Linked DNA regions of Rattus norvegicus: region 1 is linked to region 2. The links are chromatin contacts, called in public Hi-C maps. All regions are on one chromosome and are shown on one strand. Each heading gives the region's core, a stretch centred on a gene start, on an enhancer-like site or on the middle of the called end of the contact. The rest is flanking DNA. Distances are from core to core; before and after follow the strand shown.

What was found. A called contact is a pair of places that touch in the nucleus more often than the background predicts.
Region 1: a contact with region 2 is called in a Hi-C map of Schwann cells, with 5 times the contacts expected there. The contact joins the promoter of Srcap here to the enhancer-like site in region 2. A contact is called at or near these places in 8 of 12 Hi-C or Micro-C datasets (the A7r5 cell line, the Rat2 cell line, Schwann cells and 5 more).

Annotation. Positions count from the first base shown.
Region 1 is chr1:191,550,673-191,556,721 of GRCr8, forward strand. It overlaps Srcap (Snf2-related CREBBP activator protein), which reads left to right and starts at 3,371. Exons shown (of 34, transcript NM_001426934.1): 1 at 3,371-3,676; 2 at 5,430-5,505. LOC120099937 (a long non-coding RNA gene) reads right to left here and starts at 2,740. Exons shown (of 2, transcript XR_005499475.2): 1 at 2,616-2,740.
Region 2 is chr1:191,425,539-191,431,595 of GRCr8, forward strand. No RefSeq gene overlaps it. Among named protein-coding and RNA genes, the nearest start is that of Zfp764l1, 7.8 kb to the right of the region's middle. Within about 2 kb of position 2,418, at least 46 of the 93 cell types and tissues checked have an H3K27ac peak or open chromatin away from gene starts, as enhancers often do. A contact at or near this core is called in Schwann cells and liver, where this site is marked.

The DNA of each region.
Region 1 (6,049 bases), core at 2,121-4,620, 130 kb after region 2:
TTTAGTGGCAAATATGTTTACTCACTGAGCCCCTAATTTGTAAAATTCTTACATGAATATTAATGTTTTACCTGTATGTATGTGTACCATGTGCATGCCTGGTGGCAGAGGAAACCAAAAAGGGGGTTTGGATCCCCTGGAACTGGTATTATGAAAGATGTCAGTCATCATGTAGGTACTTGGAACCAAGCCCAGGTCCTCTACAAGAGCAACAAGTGCTCTTGACTACTGAACGATCTCTTCAGCCACCTGTTGAAGTTACTGTCTTGGAAGGCAAAGGTATACACATGGACTTTTGGGAGTTGGTTTCTCTTTTTACATGTACATGGGTTCTGGGGATTGGACCTGGCCCCTACTTTTTTTTCCTCCCACTCAGTAATGTGAATTCAAATCACACCCTTGCTGAACCTTGCCACTAGCCTTTAGGCTTGTTTGGGCTACACAGCAAGACCCAGAAAGATATTTTTGTTGTTTTTCAAGATAGAGTCTAAGTGGTTCTGGCTGACCTAGAATTCACTATTACACATCTATCTAGTATTTATTTGAGATAAAGTATGGCTATATAGTCCAAGCCAGTCTGGTCTTGAGAAGGGGGTGTACTTGCATCAGGGCACGAATGTGAAGCTTAAAGGACAGTGTCTTGGGAGCTGATTTTCTTTTAACCTTGTTCTGAGGCAGGCTCATTCCTGTTGTTGTTCTTGTGCTCCATTCTAGCTGGCCTGGGAGTAATTTTTCAATGTTGCTGGTAGGAGTTCTGGAATTACAGATGTGTATCGCTGAAGCTAGGTTTGTTTGTTTTTTTTTAAGTAAGAGTTCTTTGGATGTAGCTCAAGTGGCTAGCATTTGTATCCACTGAACCATTCCCCATGCTGATCTTGCTCTTACAATTTTCTTTTCTTAGATTCCTTAATTCCTGGGACTATAGGCACCCAGCACCTTACTCAGCTTTTAGCTATTCTAGAGTGAAATAAAGCTTAGCATACATTTATTTTTTATTATTACTTTGGTGTTTTGAAACAGAACTATGTGGACCAGACTGGCCTTGAACTCACAGATATCTGTTTCTGCCTTCTGAATGTTTGAAATTAAAGTTGTTCATCACCATACCCAACATTTTAAAAATATTAAAATATATTTTAAATATGCATGGGTGTGTTTTGCCTGTATGTATGTATGTCTGTGCACTATGTGCAGTGGCACAGAGGTAAGATGTTTGCAAGATGTCTTGTTGGTCCTGGGAACTCAATAAAGTCAGGTCCTAGCCTGAGCCAGCCAGTGCTCTTAACTGCTGAGTCATCTCTCTTCCAGTACCTACATTTCTCCTTTCTCTCTTTCTTTTCCTTTCTTTTCTTTCTTACTATTTATCTTTTCTTCCTTCCTTTCTTTCTTTGTGGGGGGTGGAATACAGGAACAAGTGGGGTGGTAAGGACTGGACATAAAAAGATAGGGTCTCACTATGTAAAAAAGCTTGGACTTGAATTCAAGATTTTCCCTGCTAATGCCACTGAGCACTGTAGTGAAAGTGGCCACCACACCTGGCCCTATCGTTATCTTTATTAATATCTTTCCAGATATTATAAGCCTGAAAAGGCAAGATGTAAAACAACTATAAATTGCCAAAGTGTAAAGAAAAATAAAACAATTTATAGTATGGTATCATTTAGATATAGGGGACTCAACACTGATTACTTCTGGGTAGGGCACTCTAGGCAGGGTACTGAGAACATGTGGGGAAGTTTGTTTTGCAGATGATCCTTTGATAGTTCACATTAGATTTATTTTTACAAAAGCAAATATTTATTACCCCTGTAATTTTAGAATTTATCTTTATTTTATGCCTGAATTTTTGTCTCTGTGCTAGAAGGTTTCAATTCCCTTAATACTAAAGTTAGAAACTGTTAAAAGCTTCCATGTGGGTTCGAGAATCAAACCCTGGATTCTAAGGAAGAGTAGCCAGTGTTCTTAACCACTTAAACTATCTCTCTAGCCCTACATCTGTAATTATTTAAACACAAACACACAACTTTAAAGTCCTAAAGTGAAAAGAAGCAACACATAGTTTCTACAAGACTATATGCATGTCCTTTTAAAAGACAGGACAATCTTGAACTTTAGAATCTGTGTGTGTGTGTACTGAGTTATTCAACATCGAAGAAGGCTGGCCTCTACCAGTAAATTGGGATTGTGTGTATATGCTATCATACCTAGCTGTAAAGAATCTTTCTTTCAGTCTCTATTCAACTTCCATTTCCCCACAATGGCTTCTCCCCTGTCCATCTCTGATTTATTTTTATTTTATCCCACCTGTTTTCTTAATTATTAGTTATGTTTGGGGTAGGATCTTGCTATGTAACCAAGGGCTTAAGATCTTCTTTGGAACCGTTGCAGATAATAAATGCATTAAAATGGGGAAGGAGTATTAGATTCTGGAAGGGATTTTTTTTTTCCCCTAGACACAGGAATTTTTCTCTGTAGCCTTGGCTGCCCTAGAAATCAGAGATTCATCTGCCCTACTTTGGATTAAAGGCCATTGTGATCTTTAATCCCAATGGTGACCATCCAGCTTTTTTTTTTTTTCCTTAAGGATTTTTATTTAATGTGAATGGGCGTTTTACCTTCGTGTATATCTGTGCACCATGTTTGTGCATTGCTCCCTGAGGCCAGAAGAGGGTGTCAGATTCCTTGGAACTGGAGTTAAAGAGCAGGAGCTTCTTTATTCTGGAGATAGAATGTGGGTTCTCTGGAAGAGGAAGCACCCAATATTCTTAGTCACTGAGCTATGTTCCCAACCTCTCAAAATAGTTATTAATATAAAAGACTGTAAACCATTGGCAAGATGTTTGGGAGCTCTTTGGAAACCAATGCTACAAAGTTGCAGCTGGTAGTGGTGGTGCACACGTTAATCCCAGGAAGATGCAGGAGCATTTTTGTAAATGTAAGTAAGGTTAGTTTGATCTACATAGTGAGTCCAGGTCAGCCAAAGCTACATTGTGAGACATGGCCTTTCAAAAACAAACAAAAAAAGTAACTGCTTTGGGAATCAGGAGATCTAGGCTCTACTATTCATTTGTTTCATTTCACTCGGTGATCTGCAAAAATAAAAACTTCCAAATCCGTGTGAAACAAGTAGCCCTGAAAAAAAACCAAAAAACAAAACCTTCCTAAACCCAAAGGGCGGTCCCAGCGGGCAGCTGCAATGTAGCAGGAGTGTCAGACCCATTGAAGCATGCTGGGCCAGCATGGAGCCATGGAGCGAACTACAACTCCCAACTTGCTTTGCGCCCCACTGTCCTACGCTAGCACGCGAGCCTACCCGCCCCTCCAGCCTCCAGTTACTGTGTATCGCGAGAAGACGGGCCGCTCTGGCGGTAGCGATAACGAGCCTTGGTGGTGGTGGTAGTGGTGGTGGTAGTGGCGGTGGCGGCCGAGACGGCGGCGGCCATTTTGGTGAGGCCTCGGGAGCAGCGGCGGCGGCGGGGTCGCTGAGAGTAGCGTCTCCTTTTTCTTCAGCTCACTGATCTCACCTTCGTGGCGTGACTAGAAGCGGTGGGAGCACTGGAGTGGCTCTTGTTGCGGCCCTTAGGGGAATTTAAAGCAGTGAAGGCGGTGACCAAGAGGGGGCCCTCCCCCCTCCTCGGCGGGAGGGGGGGTGGTGAGCACGCCCCCGAGGACGCAGGTAAGGAGAGGGAGACAAGATGGCGGAGGCTCCACAGTTTCCCCTCCCCTGACGGGTGACTGCGCGCGCATCTACGAGCGCCTCTTCCCACCTTCCCGGGGTGCTGCGCGCGCACCGTCAGCGGGGCCCTGGGGCCTGGTGAGCAAGGTTGCCTGCGCGCGCCCATAGAGACGTCGTGGGGGGTGGGGGGGGTCAAGCGAAGTGGCACCTGGTGTCGGAGCGTCTCCTTGCCCTCCTGCCCTTCTGCGCACGCGTGCGTGAGCGAGCAAACCCCGAGAGGACGGACCCAGGTGCGCTTTGCCCGCCCACCAACCTGCCTCCCCTCAGGGGAGAGGAAGAGGAAAGGGAGCATGAGACGAATAGTCCGGGCGCATGCCCACCATAATCCATTTAGGAGACCGAGACTTTGCGCACGAACTCTTCCTTCCTGAGCCTTTTGCGGTCTGTTGATGTGTGGGCGCTGACGGACGCGGACTTCTGAGTCCTGTGACCCAGTCTATGGGATAGGGTTCTGGCGGGAACCCCCCCACCCTCAGGCCGTGCGCGCTGCCGGCTCACCCCGCCTCCAGCCGCGCACGCGCCAGCCCCTCCCCCAGCCTGGCGCGCACGTTGGGTGGGGTGGGCGACCGTGAGGGGGCGGGGCTGCTGTCTTAGTTGTAAAAACTTGGCAGAGGTCAAGGGTCATGTTGGGTCAGTCTACTGAGGGGTATTGGGAGATCATTAGGAATGCTGGAGTCAATAGTTGAGGCCCCATGGATTTGGATTTCCTCCAATCCTCGGAATGTTCTGGAGGGTGAATCAAGGCAGCACAGCACCTAGATAAGGAGTTAACTGGACTTAAGCTTCTGGGCCTTGAATACTTTAACCCTGCTTGTTTCCGGCTGTTGGGTCTCGTTGGAGCCTACTTCACTTATGCCCGCTTAAAAAGCGCTTTCTTTAAAGTTCTTTGGCTCTTTCGTCTTGCTCGTTCTGTATCCAAAGGGTCCAACTATTTGCTTTTTGTTTTTTTTGGGAACTCCACTCTCATTTCTGTTAAGTTCTCACTGAAAAGGCAAAGAAGCTGTCAGGCATCCAGGAGGCTTTGGCAACTTCTAGATAAGTCCTTCAGTTGTCTGTCGGAGCTTTAAGTGCTTTTAGCTTTTACAGTTTTGTTTTTTTTTGTTGTTGCCTTATTTCTTCTCTGCTCTTATTCAGCCAGAATGTATAACCTTGTGAAATTCTCCATACAAAACACAATTTGCTTTTGTTGCCACAACATGTATATACACTGCATGCATGCTTGGTGTCCTAACAGGCCAGAAGAATAAATTGGGTCCACTGGAACTGGAGTTTTAGCAGTTATGAACTGCAATTGTGGGTGCTTGCAATGAAACCCAGGACCTCTGCAAGAGCAATAAATACTCTTTTTTTTTTTTTCTTTTTTTTTTCTTTTTTTCGGAGCTGGGGACCAAACCCAGGGCCTTGCGCTTGCTAGGCAAGCGGTCTACCACTGAGCTAAATCCCCAACCCCAGCAATAATACTATTAAATCACTGAAGCATTTCTTCACACCCACCTCCAGGGCCTCACTGTGCTACAACCTAGCCCAGTTTACTGTCTTATTTTTCTGAAGCCTGAGCTTTTCCTATTACTATTATATGAAATGACTTTGGGTGTATTTTAAAGTCCAATAAAGCTGGTGTAAGTAACCTTAAATGGGTATTGATTGAGAAATGTGGGTTCTATCCTCATTGCTGCTTCCTCTCCTGTTTTAGGTGTGATTGCCTTCTTTACAGCACGGCACCGTGGAAGTGCAGACTTTCACAGGGGGTGTGGTCTCTGCTCACACAGGTGAGCTCACCTTCAGATACAATTTTGTATGCTGATGTTAAGTGGGAGTAAAACTGTATGAAATAATGAGAGAATAGGTTTCAAGTGGTTATTTGCATGTGTTTTCTGTGGAGGATTTGGTGATAATGGTACAATGGAACTGGGGCTGAAAAAGGGAAGGTGTTACTTTAGCACTGCCAGGGAGAGCACTGAGTATTATATTTTTCTGTGGTCTGTTTCTTTCTTTCTTTCTTTTTTTTTTTGGTTTGGTTTGGTTTGGTTTTTGGTTTTGCTTGGTTGTTTTCTTTTTTCCTTTTTTGTTGTTGTTTTCCCAAGTCAGAGTTTCTCTGTGTGACCCTTCATGTTCTAAAACTTTATTTGTAGATCAGGCTGGCCTTCAACTCAAATTTTTGTCTCTGCCTCCCAGTGCTAGGATTAAAGGCCTCTGCCACCAACCTGGCTTCTTCAGTGTTTTGAAATAAGCTATCTGGATTTAAGTTCTCCTACTGTTATCTTTCTTCTTTGTTTTCTTTTCTATTTTTCTTAAGACAACCTCACATAATTT
Region 2 (6,057 bases), core at 1,168-3,667:
TTTATGGTGTTCTGTGGCAGTGAGATACGTCAGCCCTTGCCAGCACCCCCATGCTACTTCAAACAAGAGGGCGGAATTTGAAGAACGTCCATATGGAGTTTGCTTCAAACGTCACAGAGAAAGCCCATGGGCAGAAGACTGCCCTTTCCTCGACTTCTGTCAGCATACTGTTCACACTGGGCAGCCATGACACAGAGGAAGTGGACTGCTGAACTTTGCCAGGACAAGCTAGGCCAGTCCTTCACAATTCCTGCTTTACAAATAAGTCTGTCAGATAGTCTAACCCTGTACACCGAAGATGGATGCCCCAGTGTTACAGAGAAATCCTGGGAGACTGATCAGGCAGCCAGATGTCTCTGTCGTTTTTATAGTGTTGGACGTTGTTTTCTCTGCTCTTCCTGTTTACTCAGATAATATTTATCCTTCTCAGGTCTCTGTTGGGGTTGGAGAGACAGTTATGGTCTCATATAAAAGCTTGAGCTCTTTAGGGTATAAGAAAATGTTCAAAGGTCTAAAAAGATATTTTTAAGTTGGTAATGTAAATTATAAAGGTTAAAAGATATAAACATTTATATAATGATAAAAATGACTTAGGTACAGGACTTCGGACTCATCAAAATAGGGTAGATGGTGGAATAGTTCTTAAAGGTTGCTAGATACAAATGGACTGCACATTGTGAATGTAATTCCTACCTGATAGTTCTCATAATTGTTCCTACTGTGTAAGTGTATTGATGTTATAGAAAGAACTTGGACTAAAAGGGGAGATGTTGGAATAATGTCAGATCTCTCTACAATTACTTGTCCTGCAGGATTGTAGGGTATGTTAATATCACGTTTCCTATGTCGAAGCATTATCAACTTCGGTCTGTAAAAAGGCATTTCCAATATTGTTATCTAAATGTGCAATCTGAAAAACAGCATTTTCAGAAGCATTGAAACCTCGAGTATCAATGTTTTACCATGTGCATATATCCTATTCTCTCAACTCTACAAAATGAAACACATAACTTATTGTATGGTATTGCTGTAAGGTAGCATCATTAAACAGAACCTTTACGTTTAACTCAGCATACAGATCTCCATATAGTAATTGATCCTTGACAATATTAATACAATATCTAGTCTGGTTCCGTCGGCTCCTGCTGTAGCCTCTTTACTTAGCATCTCGACAGGCTGCCATTCTGCGATGCAATCACAAGGTGACGCTGTAGGCTTTAGACTGGTTTCCTCTGAAGCTCCTTTATTCTGAATCAAAGGATTCTCTTTTCTATTGCCTTCGATCTAGCATTTTTTCAGTCTTTTCCTTCTCTAAGTCTGTCTCTGGAAAAGGACATATAAAACTAATTACTACCGAAAATATAATTATTTGTTTACTGATAATTGAAACAAAATTATACAGAATCCACATGCCTCTGCCACTGTATTTTCCATTTTTTAACAAAGTATCTTCTTTTTAATCGCTTTAATTCTCTTTCCTTTGGAGACTTCTCTTTATTGCGCACACTTACAGAATTTTTCTTTCTCCTTTTTTTGTAGACTTTATAGTCAAACTCAGTATTTCTTTCTATGATTGTGTTCAGTCTATTTTCTTTAGCATATATGTATCTTTCAAAACACTCTACTTCTCTTTATCTGTCAGAGATTTTACTTTCTATGCATATTTATTTATTTCTCTTTTACCGTTTTCGAACTTAATATCTTTTACTGCGTTTAATTTTCTCTAAACTCTTTCTGTGGTTTAGTCTTTTTCATTTTTCTTTTTTAAGAATTATTTATTTATTTTATGTATGGGAGTACATTGCTGCTCTCTCTTCAGACACTCCAGAAGGGGACATCAGATCCCATTACAGATGGTTGTGAACCACTATGTGGTTGTGGGAATTGAACTCAGGACCTCTGGTAGAGCAGTCAGTGCTCTTAAATGCTGAGCCATCTCTCCAGCCCCCTTTTCACTTTTCTTAACACTCTTTCTGCATACTTTTGCTGACATAGCGATAAGCTTCTCCGTCCGCTGCCTTCTGCACCAGTGCAGGCTCTTTCTGCTGCACAGCTCATCTCGCTGGCTGCTGGCTCTGCTAGTCTTGCTTGGCAGCTTCTGAGCTTAGGGTTTTGTTCTTAGGCTGGCCTGTGTTGTGAAGCCTGTCCCCTCCTACCACCCTGGGCGGGACGGGTCCGCTGTTTGCCCTCCCATGACGGTCCAGCCTCACCTTGTCGGGCACCAGCTGGCCCCTCGCCTACTCGCTCCAGCTCTGGGAAGTTGCTGGGACCGCGCTGCGGCCGGGCCGCCGTTTCTACCTCGTCTCCTGGTGATGAACTGGATCTGCGTTCCTGCGAGCCGCAGTGCGGGCGCTCCTTGCGAGCCGCGGTGGATTGATGGCTCTGCCACAGCCAGAAGAACGTCTGGAACCCTGCTGCGGAGCGCAGGCAGCACCCAGCTGAGTTAGCTCACCCGCTGTATTCAAGTGCTCCGCTGCACAGCAGGGCCTCTGAAGGAGCTGTGCCTTTGAAGTGCCCTAAGGCTTCCGCTCCCCATTCCTTCCTGGCTGTGCTACTCATCAGGGTCTGAAGGCATCTCTTGACCGGCCAGAGATGACCGGCCACCTCCTGCCCAGCTAGAAAACTGCTATGGGAAGTATTTGTTCTCTGCTTTTCGCAAGCCTGAAGCTTGGATATTATGTGCCCTTACGTTGGAAGCCAAATGTAACCGTGATGGTCTTTGTATGCTCCCCCTTGCTCCGAGTGATGCCAGGAACACTTACTATATGTATTATGAGTTTAGGTACTATTGCTGGGCAGATTTAGCCAGTTTAACCTAGCAATATTGGCCTGACCTATGTCCCCCCACGTGGTGTATTATCTTTTAATTAGACGTCTGTCTCTTAGTCCTTGCTTCTTTCTCCAAGTCTGGGTAGGAACTCCTGCCTCTCTGGCCCCCACTGAGACCTCTCTTTCTACCGGGAAGTTCTGTCTTTTCTCTCCAGCCCGTCCATTCAGATCTTTATTTAACCAATCACAAGGTGATGAAGAACAATGTTTATAAAATACCGAGACAGGAGGTGCTTCATACTAGTGACAGAACAAGTCCTGCCTGACTTCAGATCTCTGCCAGCACAGAAATCAGCATTTGAATAATACAAAGATAATCTTTACACAGTGCACAAAACGCCACTCCTCCAAAATGTGTCCTGGAATTCTTGCTTTTCTGCTGGGGAGAGGCTTCAGACAGACTTCAGAGCAAGGGGCTCTCTCTTTCTCATGCAGCCATAATTTTCCCTGTCTCTGTGCAAGTACACTGGGTCTATAGTGAGCTGAGAGAGAGCAGGTGTGAATCCCCATGGCACAGAGTGATTTCAAATCTTTCAGCAGATTGTGTCAAGGTCTGTGTCACACAGGAAGCTTCTGCTCTGGGAGGCTGCTAGCCATGAGCACCAAGTATGCACTCTGTGCACAATTATGGAAGAGCTTTGCTGGGAGTGGTACTCTGGGCTGTCAGAATGTGAAATATATTGTTCCAAGTCTTCCTGACTTTTATTACATACACAGTGTTCTGCATATATATGACAGAAGAGGGCACCAGATCTTACTATAGATGGCTGTGAGCCACCATGTGGTTGCTGGGAATCGAACTCAGGACCTCTGGAAGAGCAGTCAGTGCTCTTAACCACTGAGCCATCTCTCCAGCCCGCCTTCTTGACTTTTAAAGTTTCCATTGGATAACCAGATATTATTCTGATGGTCCTGAAATCAGCATCTGTCTGTCTGTGTTTCTTAATTAACTAGTATTAGGGTTGATACCCAAGGTGATAATAGTGATGAGGGGGTGTGTGTGTGAAGAAGAGTGGAAGAGAGAAGAACCTACAAAGTAGCAAAGTCCAGCATACAGTGCACGTCTTAAATGGTTATTGTACTGTAGACACCCTGTGACCCTGTGGAGTGGTGCAATGGCTGGGCGGTGAGAAACTGATGATGTATTTTGCAACATGGCGTGCAACATGTCATTAGGCTATCATGGTTTTCTGTTGTTTCTTGTCTGTATTTAATTCATTAAATTTATGTGTGTGTATGAGTGTGTGTATGTGTGTGCATGTATGTGTGTGTGTATGCGTGCGTGCGTGCGTGTGTCTGAAAGAGAGAGAGAGAGAGAGAGAGAGAGAGAGAGAGAGAGAGAGAGAGAGATTTCACTCTGTAGCCCAAGATGGCCTGGGACTCCAGTAACCTTTCTGTTTTGGGGCTGCAAGCACGAGCTACCATACCCAGCTGTTTTGCTCCCCCTCCTCTGAGAAAGAGTCTCAAGCTTCTCAGAACTTACTATAGGAGTTGGTGTTTAACTCTGGTCTTTGTGGTTATTGGAGAAGCATTTCTATCACTAAACAGTCTCCCCAGTTCTCCTTTTTTGGGGGGAGGGGGAATAAGGTCTCATATACCCCAGGCTAGCCTCTCTCTGTAACTGAAGTTGACCTCATTTTTTGTTTTGTATTTTAATTAGATTTAGTCATTTATGTGTGTTTTGCCTGCATGTATGTGTACCAAGTGTGTGCTTTGTACCCAAAGAGGTCTGGGAAGTACATCAGCTGGAACTGGAGTTACAGACAGTCCTGAACCATCTCATGGGTGGTGGGAATTGAGTCTGGATCCTCTGCAAGAGCAAAAGGTGCTCCTAACTTCTAGCCATCTCTCCAGCCCCGGGCCTCAAATTCTTGCCTGGACCTCCTAAATGCTGAGTTTAGAAATATGCATTGCCATAGTGGGTTGCTGCCACTGATCTTAACCTCGTATAGTTTCTTTCTATATGAAGTCAACAGCCTTCATTTTATTTCAAGGAAGTACTGCATGGCTTCTGATTGGCATTGGAGTTGCCAGCATTGCTACCCTGGGCTTTGGGGCTATTAATAAAATAAAAGTTAGCTGCAACCCAGTGATGGCTGATATGATAGCATAGCTGAGAAGTCAGTGATGAGTTGGGAGAATGTACTGCAGGAGTCACTGCGTAGAGAAAGGTGCAGGCCTCTATGTGAAGAGGCCTCTGTGTGACGAGGCCTCTGTGTGCTGAGGCCTCTGTGCGCTTGCAGCTGTTGCTGTGGGAACTCCCCGCAGAGGGAGAGCTCGAATCTCTATGCCACAGCAGTTGTTGTAAGGATTATGCAGGAGTCTTACAAGCACATCTCATGACATCAATTATCATTCCTTAACCTTTTTGTTATGTGTTATGGAATGGGCAAGAACGTGGGAGAATACTAAAACCAAGAAGGGGATCCAGTACTGGCTCAAAAAGGAGAATGCAGGGGTTGGGGATTTAGCTCAGTGGTAGAGCGCTTGCCTAGCAAGCGCCTGGGTTCAGTCCCCAGCTCCGGAAAAAAAAGAAAAAGAAGAGAGAGAGAGAGAGAGAGAGAGAGAGAGAGAGAGAGAGAGAGAGAGAATGCAGACTCAGGCCTCTTACAGAGATAAACCTGTCTTTTCCTCCAGGTTTTTTTGTTTGTTTTGTTTTTGTTTTTGTTTTTTTTCTTTTCTTTTCTTTTCTTTTTTTTTTTTTTGGTTTTTGTTTTTTTCATTGCTAAGAACCAAACCCAGAGCTACCCTCAGGCTAATGAGGATCCAAGTACAACTCCAGCTCTGAATGATTGATTTCTTCGTTTGAGACAAGTGTTATCCCAGACTGGCCTTGAACTCAAATCCTCCTGCCTCAGCATCCATAGTGCTGAAACTATACTTAAGACTCTATCACATCCTGATTAAATGAATAATGTCTTTTTATTCATTTATTCAGTGTTTTGCTTGCATGTGTGTATGTGTACCATGTGTGCCTGGTGCCCTCTGAGGTCAGAAGAGAGCTCTGGAACAGGAGTTGTGGATAGTGGTGAGCCACTGTGTAGGTGCTGGGAATTGAACCCGGGTCTTCAGCAAGAAAATCGCTTTTAACCATTCAGTCTTCTCTCCTGTCCTTTAGATGAGTCGCTTCCTACTAAAAAGCCGAAAAACCCAAGCCGAGGCCATGTACTATTACAATGCAGAGTTCATGAGGCCCCTGGGTACAATCCTCAGCACACTCACTCACGT